Linked DNA regions of Mus musculus: region 2 is linked to region 1. A link is a contact called in public ChIA-PET data. All regions are on one chromosome and are shown on one strand. Each heading gives the region's core, a stretch centred on a gene start, on an enhancer-like site or on the middle of the called end of the contact. The rest is flanking DNA. Distances are from core to core; before and after follow the strand shown. Region 1 holds the start of Cox6a2 (cytochrome c oxidase subunit 6A2). Region 2 holds the start of Bag3 (BCL2-associated athanogene 3).

Region 1 (3,983 bases), core at 6-2,505:
CAGATCCTGACCCAGCCGGCCAGGCAGATTCCAACCATGAGACTCCTCCACATCTCACGTCCTAGGAATCTACTTTCCTGTATATCTCCACAATTACGAGATTGGTTTTGCTTTTGCCTATGAATCTACTGGCATGGGAACAAGTTCTCTTCAGCTCTGGGCTAGCCTGGGAAACTTCCCAGAAATGATGCCCTACCTCCTGAGCTGGGAGATTTTTATGGTTTGCCCATGTGTCAGATTTCAGTGCTGATCCACTTTTTTTGCAAGAGCAGGAATGGGGTCAGCATAAATTTACATATGGATAAGAACTAACACAAGACTGAGTAATATGCTCAATATTCAATGTATTGCTTGTATAAATTTTTAAAAAATAAAATGAAAATGCAGGTGGAAACATCACATTTTCCTTATATAAAAAAAAATAACTGGAACCCAGATACCAACTGCCCAAGAGCCTGCCCAGCCCCTTCCACCATGCTGTTCCCAAAGAGCCAGAGGACACAAAACTTCCACACCTTTATTGAGCTTGGAACTGTCCACTGGAACCTCAGGGGCTCTCAGAGCCGGTGTGCAGAAGGCCAATTTGAAGATTGCTGGCAGAGCGTGTCTGCTGAGACATCAAGGGTGCTCATAACCGGTGGGCAAAGGATTGACGTGGGGATTGTGGAAAAGCGTGTGGTTGCCGTCCCCCCAGGCGAAGGGCTGCAGAGAGAAGGCAGACAGGTCACCCACCACAGTCCCTCCCCGCAATCCCCCTGCATGCTCTCACTCGCTCATCCTCTGGCGTACCTTGGTTCGGATGCGGAGGTGGTGATACGGGATGAACTCTGGGCGCTCGTGGTGGCCAGCGTGCATCCAGCAGTTAAGGGAGCAGAGGGCTACGCCGGGAAGAGCCAGCACAAAGGTCAGGAGGCGCCAGGTGTTGGCTGGAGGAGCAAAGGTGGGGTGTGAGTAGATTCATAGGCAAAAACTATCCCTGGGCCTAGAGGTCTGAAAGATCAGTGCCTGGTAGATCAGGAGAGAGGAGCCAGGAGACAGAAGGAGGGGGAAGCCGGGCAAAGAGAACAGATCGGCTAGGCTACTAAATCAGAGTCAGGCCTGGCCCCACTTACCTCCTGCCCCTCCATGGTCTCCTTTGGCTGCGCTGGCCATGCTCCGGCTCAGGACCTTTAGAGGCAGAGCCATTGTCAAAGGGAGGCTAGGAATGGCACTGTCCTTCTCTGTCTCCTTCACCCAGTCGAGAGGCTCTCCTCCCCTCTCAGAGCCAATCACCTGTTGAGCCCGCACATGGATGGCTATTTTTAGGGGCTTTCTCTATCTAAAGTGGGTCTTGACTGGCAGGAGATCCTCTTCAGGCAGCTGATGCAATGTGCCTTTTATTTTGGCAAGAGAAGATTTAAAGTGATACAAACTTGAAATATGTAAGCTGGAGGATCAGAGTTCAAGGCCACTGTTATCAACTTAATGAGTTTGATCACAGCTTGAACTACCTAAGATCTTGTCTTTAAAACAAATTTTACAGTGGGGTGGGGTGGGGGTGGGAGTGTAGCTCAGTTGGTAGACTGCCTGCAGTGTCTGCCTACCAAGTACCCATAATGTCCTGAGTTCTTTCCCTATTCCTACACAATCTCAGTGTGGTGCACTTATTTATAATGCCAGCCAGCACTTGGGACATGGAGGCAGAAGGGTCAGGAGTTCAAGGCCATCTTGGACTACGTACCAAGGTCAAAGCTATCCTGGGCTACACTGGACTGTCTATCTAAAGATTTATTTGTTTTATATATGTGAGTATACAGTAGCTCTACAGATGGTTGTGAGCCTTCATGTGGTTGTTGTGGATTGAATTTTTAGGACCTTTGCTCGCTCTGGTCAACTCCGATCACTAAGTCCCTGCTTGCTCCAGCCCAAAGCTTCATTTATTATTATACATAAGTACACTGTAGCTGACTTCTAGCACCAGAAGAGGGCATCAGATCTCATTACGGGTGGTTGTGAGCCACCATGTGGTTGCTGAGATTTGAACTCAGGACCTTTGGAAGAGCAGTCAGTGCTCTTAACCACTGAGCCATCTTGCCAGCCCTGGACTGTCTATCTAAATAAATATGTACTAAAGCTATCCTGGGCAACTCTGGACTGTCTATCTAAATAAATATGCACCATTTTTTCACAGTGGCACGGAATGACTTCATTTAATATTCTGTTCTCAATAGCTAGCACAGAGTAGACAAGTAATATGCTTAAAACTAGTTAGGTGCCCATTTAAAAAATTATCTGGGAATTGAATCCCAGGGCTGTGTGCATGCTAATTAAATGTTCCCCCACTGAGCTCAGGCTCGGTTGTTGCTGTGTTTCACTTGGTATTGGTGTGTGCTCATATGTGACACGGATGTGGCGCTCAGAGGACAACTTTATGATGCATACTCTCCTGGGAGCCGAGAGCAGGCCACCAGGCTTGTATAGTGAGCACCTTTGCCCACTGATACATCTAGCCAACCCAAGAAGCTTAAAGGCAAAGGGGGAGAGAAGATTGTAAGAGCCGGAGCTCTGTAGCCCAAGCTATATTCTCAGCCACAGGACTTTCTGTTCTTTCTCTCTGTGATAGGCTCTCACGATGTAGGCTAGGCTGGAATTGAACTCATGACCCTTCTGCATTCGTTCCATAAGTGCTATGGTCTAGGTGTGGATTGTACTGTACTCAGGTTTACAGTCTAACAGGATGCCTCTAGCTCTGAGCAAAGTTTGATGTATCTAATCCACTTATAAAAGGAAAGTAATAAGGGCTCTACACCTATACCTCTCATTTACTTTAAACTTGGGCTAGTAAGATGGCTCAGTAGGTAAGGGTGCTTGCTGGTAAGCCTGACAAACTGTGTTTGATCCCTAAGACCCACAAGGTAAAAGATATTCATGCTTCCAGGCCCCACAAGTAAATAAATGTCATAGAAATGGAATAGTTCCATCTACCCAGGTTCCTCTTTCTGTAATGAATTCTTCCCATAGTCATTTTTGTCCTGTTGGATTTTGGGACTGCTGTGGAAATGTGACTTTAAAATTTCCTGTCACCCCACCTCCATACACAGTTTCCTCTAATCTCCTCCCTATTTAGTTCCATTATGGCTACTGAAGAAAACAGTAAGAGGAACATTTGTACTTACAGAGGCTCTAGGTCTCCCTTTCCTCCTAAGTAGCCTCTCAGAGGTTTGCTGAGAATTCCCATCCTTGCCTTCTCTGCTCTTTGCAGCCACTCAGTGAATGCTGCAAAGGTCACTACTGTCCTCTACCGCCATCGTGTGGTACACTTGAGCACCTACATGGAGGTTTTTACTTAACCAATTTTCTACAGGTTTCTGTGTTATGATGTTGATTTTTGTGCTGCTGGGGACGGAACCCAGAGGCTAGGTACACAAGGCAAACTCGCACTCCCAGCTGCTGTTTTCTTTCTTTTTCTTTTGTTTGGCTTTCACTGAGTACCCCTGCCTGGCTTGGATTGTAAGTCCTCCTTGGTGCTGTTTTTCCAGGTGCATACCACCACATTTAGCAGGGTTTTGTCATAACTGTTTCCTTGTGAGAACTGTAGCATCTGCATCTGTAACATCTGTAGCAATTGTAGCATCCTTGCACCATGCATAAGTTAGATTCCAATTACTGGAAGGGTTTTTTTTTTCTTCTTCTTCTTCAGGCGGAGAAAAAACAAACTCACCTGTACCTGTCTTTGCTACTTTGTGGGTTCTTCTCTGCTCCCCTCTTTTATCCCCTGGTTTTAACTCCAACACTGGGTAAAAGAGAAACAAGGTTAGAAGGGAGAGAAGAATTAGGGAAATCTCTGAATCTAATGTCCTCCCTTTTGTTTCTTCTTTAACCACAGCTACTAACAACCCCTCCACCCCCCCCCACCCCCAAGTGACCAACACTCCCAGCCTGCCTCTGGGGCCCTCACATTTATGTATCCTCCGAAAAGTTCCCAGGATTCCAAAAGGTTACAA
Region 2 (4,177 bases), core at 1,454-3,953, 320 kb after region 1:
TAAAACTCTAACTAAGACAGTTGAATATGGGGTGTCTCAGAAGAAAGGTTGGCCTTGAACAAGGTGGTTTCTGTCACTTAGGCTAATCCCAGAAAACAAGGTTGGTCTACATGAAGGTGAGCATGTTAGTAAACATTTTAAAGCCTATTTCTTCATCCACACAGATTTTAGTAAAAATTCCTGTCTTGTTGGGTGTAGTGGTGCACACCTTTAATCCCGTCACTCAGGAGACGGGGGCAGTCAGATCTCATCAGGTTTGAGAGCATAGTCTATGTATCACATTCCAGGACAGCCGGAGCTACATAGAAAGACTCTTATCTCAAAACAGCAACAACAACGAAATGTCTGTGTTCCTTTGGCACTGCCGACAGAGAAACGGGACACGTCCTCACCGCTTCTCACAGTATTCCCGGCAGTGGGTAGAACCAACTTTTCATGCCTAAACGGAAATGTAAGCGGCACATCATGGCTTCCACCACAAAGATCAAATGTGAGAGCCCACGTAAAGTCATTAACGTAGCACCTGACAGCGATTACCCAATAAGCACTAGCCATTATGAGTGTTGTTTTTAATAATTATTATTTACCACACACTGTGCTGGAGGATGGGGACACGGTGGTGATCAAGATCCTGCTCCTGCTCTTAAAAACTCAGCCCATTAAGTAAATCAAACAAACAAGCATTTACAGTGTAAAGCAATTGGTAGGGTGGGACAGGATGTGGATGGTCAGAGGACTAATGGGGGGGCAGCAGGATGTGTGTATGTGTGTGTGTGTGTGTGTGTGTGTGTGTGTGAAGGAGTGTATGCTAAAGGGAATGCTGGGAAAAGCCAAGCTGCCCAGGAGATGATGGTTGGAGTGGATAGAAGGGTTTCCATCCTGGTGGTGGAAGCAGTGTGTGCAAGATACAGTTCAGCAGGGTCAGCTGAAGTATGGACCAGGGAAAATGAGGAATACACCTTTGTGCACCAGACCAAGGAGAGTGGACTTGGTGGGTGCTTGAAAAGGCCTCTCTGGCTGCTATATGGGCAAGAGGTTTAGAGGCAAGCCCAAAGGCTGAAGAACCCATTAGGGTGCTGTGAAGGATCCAGGTGAAAGCGTAAGATGGCTGGGACGGAAGAAAGAGAAGAGTCACAGAGTCAAGAAATACTTAGCAAGATAGGAATGGATGGTAGGAACGAAGGGGCAATTTGAGGACAAAGTGGGGGTGCGGGAGAGATGACTTAAGAGCATTTGCTACTCTTATAGAGGACCAGGTTCAGTTCCCACAAGGAAGCTATAAACATCTATAACTACAGTTTCAGGGCATGCAATACCCTCTTTGGACCTCGGAAGGCATTGCACAAGCCGGCTCATACATATAAAATAAATCTTTATTTATTTTTTTTAAATATTTTTTAAATAGGGCATTGCTAGGCGTAGTAGATGGTAGTGTGCACCTTTAATCTCAATACTTGGGAGGCAGAACTATATAGATAGACCATATCTTTAAAAAAATATCCACAGCCAAGCAGTGGTGACACATGCCCTTGATCCCAGCACTTGGGAGGCAGAGAGATGGATCTCTGTGAGTTCAAGGTCAGCCTGGTCTACATAATTAGCTAGTTCTAGGACAGCCAAAACTACACAAAGATACCTTGTATTGAAAAACAAGCGAAAAAATTCACTTTGTATTCAGTCTTCAATAAACATCAATCTTTATTCCTTTATTGAAGATGGACTCTGGATTTAGCCACGTGCTGGGTGGGTTCAGGTATAAAGAAGCAAAAGACAGACACTGACCAGTGAGTGAATCTAAGTGTCTAGACCTTTCAATGTGACTATCAAATGATAATAAGTCAATATTCCCACATTTGGGCTTATACAGGTGTGTTTGGTGGCACCAGGCAGTACCTGAAGGCTAACTATGTTAATACTTATACTGAGGCTTTGAGACTTCAAAGTCAGTAAGAAGGTCTTTGGAAGTAAAAAAAATCAGCTTGTTGGAAATGTCTGGCAGAGTCCTCTAGTATTTGCCACAGAGTAAAAATCGGAGGGGAAGAGGCCAGAGATGTATCTTTGAAGGTCCCAGGACATTCTCTGAATCTGAGTCAGGAAATTGGCCTCAGTATTGGTTCCAGGTGTTTCTGAAGTCTAGTCACTGTGCGAAAGTGCCTATATAGAAGGCCAAGAGCACAAAGTTGTCACTTTAGTCCTTGCTTCTTCAGTTTTCCAAAGCAGGCAGGTGAGTTTCCACAGCTCTTTCTTTTTGTTGTGACCTCAGATCAGCATTCCAGAATTTCTCAGAAGTCATAAGGCCCTTGAGAAAAAGTTACTAAAAACGTCACTGCAGGACGCCAGCGTCACTGAGTGTGAAGAGAGAGAAAGAACTAGACTTTCCGAGTTTAAAGATGATTTAGTCCTTACACAAAGGTGGGGCCCCAGGTGTCGGCCCTTGGACTGCTAACCCCGGGACACCCCCACGCGGCACGAAAGAGTGGTGGGGAGTCCGGAGACAGAAACCAGCCAGAGAGCACAAGGACACCGGTGCGTGTCAACCTGGCGCGAGGCGCACAGGCCCCAGGACACACACAGGACAGGGATAGGGAGGGACAGCCTGGGTAGTCTAGGAGAAGGAGGGGCGGGTGACAAATCCCCGCCTCCGATCCCTCCCAAGGTCCCGCCCCGCCGCGATTATAGCCTATGACTCAGGGCGGAGCTCCGCATCCAACCCACGGCGGCCGCCAAGTTCTCTGGATGGGACCAGAAGTTTCTAGCCGGCCAGTTGCTGCCTTCTCTTTATCTCCTCCTTCCCCTTTGGCAGCTAGGAGGCTATTTCCAGACACTTCCACCCCTCTTCGGCCACGTCACCCAGTCCTTTAATTCATAAAGGTGCCCGGCGCCGGCTTCCCGGACACATCGGCTACACAGAGGTGCCCGCACTCCACGACCTCGTGACCCGCGCCCTAGCTCTGCGCCCCGGGCGGACCCTAACCCAGCATGAGCGCCGCCACCCAATCGCCCATGATGCAGATGGCGTCCGGCAACGGAGCCAGCGACCGAGACCCCCTGCCCCCGGGCTGGGAGATCAAAATCGACCCGCAGACCGGCTGGCCCTTCTTCGTGGACCACAACAGCCGCACCACGACGTGGAACGACCCGCGTGTGCCCCCCGAGGGCCCTAAGGTGAGTGGAGCTTGCCGTCCCACCTCGACGGCGAAGGGGCCTGGTCGAGCCAGGGCTATGCGAGTCACCCCACCCCGCGCCCTGCTGCGCAAGGAGAGTCCTTAACCATATCCGCCTCGAACGGGCGTCGGGCCGCAGAGAGCCGCAGGCAGGGTGGCCTTGGACGGTAGCCAGCGGGGTGCGACCCGCGTGGTGACATCGGGTGGTTTTCCACAGCCTCTTGCGAAGGGCGAAGGGCAGTGGTGGCCTGAGCTGCGGTGCGCCGCGTCCCAGGGAAGGGCGACCGGCCTGATGAGCGGCTGAGGCCCAGGCCAGGCCCGGCCGCCGCCTCTCTGTCCCGCGCGTCCCGTGCTGAGACCCTGGGCTCCCTCCGGTGCTGATGGCGCACGGCCAGGATTGAAAGGCTGCTGAGTGGAGTCTCCTGTGGGGATTTCACTTTCAAATTCAGAACTTAGTTGAGGCTTATCTTGAGTTTACTGGATCTTAGGCATAGAGTGACTCAGGAGGCTCGAGTAAATAAGTTATTTTCCCCCATTAAACTTATTATTACTGGTCGAAACTGCTTTCAGTTAGAGAAAATTCTGATACTACCACTATTTTTTTTTAAGATACTCTTTCTGACAGTTCCAAAACTAAAGATCAGACATTGTATCACCATACTTAGCCACTGCCTTAAGACTCACACTGGAGTGAAAGAATGTATTTTTAATGGCGTGATTCCTTGTTGTCCTTTTCAAATACTGGAGTTTTGTTACCAGAAACAGCTGAGGAGTCTGGTGAACACTAGGTGTATGCTTCATTTGCATAGATATTCAGGTTTGTGTACTTCAATCTAAAAAGCAAGAAAAATTGAAAATACAAATTTGGAATGAAGCCCAGCCTGGTTCAGGCCTGTCATCCCAGCACCCAGGAAGCTGTGGCGAGAGGATCTTGAGTTCAAGTCTAGCCAGGGCTATATAATCGGAGTCTATCTCAAAAGTTATTAAGTAATTAAGTTGGAATGAAACTAGCC

Evidence for each region. ChIA-PET counts read pairs in DNA pulled down with a chosen protein or histone mark.
Region 2: an RNA polymerase II ChIA-PET map of memory CD8 T cells shows a contact between it and region 1, with 5 read pairs. The contact joins the promoter of Bag3 here to the promoter of Cox6a2 in region 1. A contact is called at or near these places in 3 of 115 datasets of contacts at active chromatin or transcription factors (bone marrow-derived dendritic cells, bone marrow-derived macrophages and memory CD8 T cells).

What each region holds. Positions count from the first base shown.
Region 1 is chr7:128,205,111-128,209,093 of GRCm38.p6, forward strand. Cox6a2 (cytochrome c oxidase subunit 6A2) reads right to left here and starts at 1,256. Exons shown (of 3, transcript NM_009943.2): 1 at 1,113-1,256; 2 at 790-926; 3 at 325-702. The coding sequence starts at 1,185. The coding sequence ends at 619. It overlaps Itgad (integrin, alpha D), which reads left to right. Exons shown (of 31, transcript NM_001029872.3): 31 at 1-394. The coding sequence ends at 65.
Region 2 is chr7:128,520,880-128,525,056 of GRCm38.p6, forward strand. Bag3 (BCL2-associated athanogene 3) reads left to right here and starts at 2,704. Exons shown (of 4, transcript NM_013863.5): 1 at 2,704-3,165. The coding sequence starts at 2,980.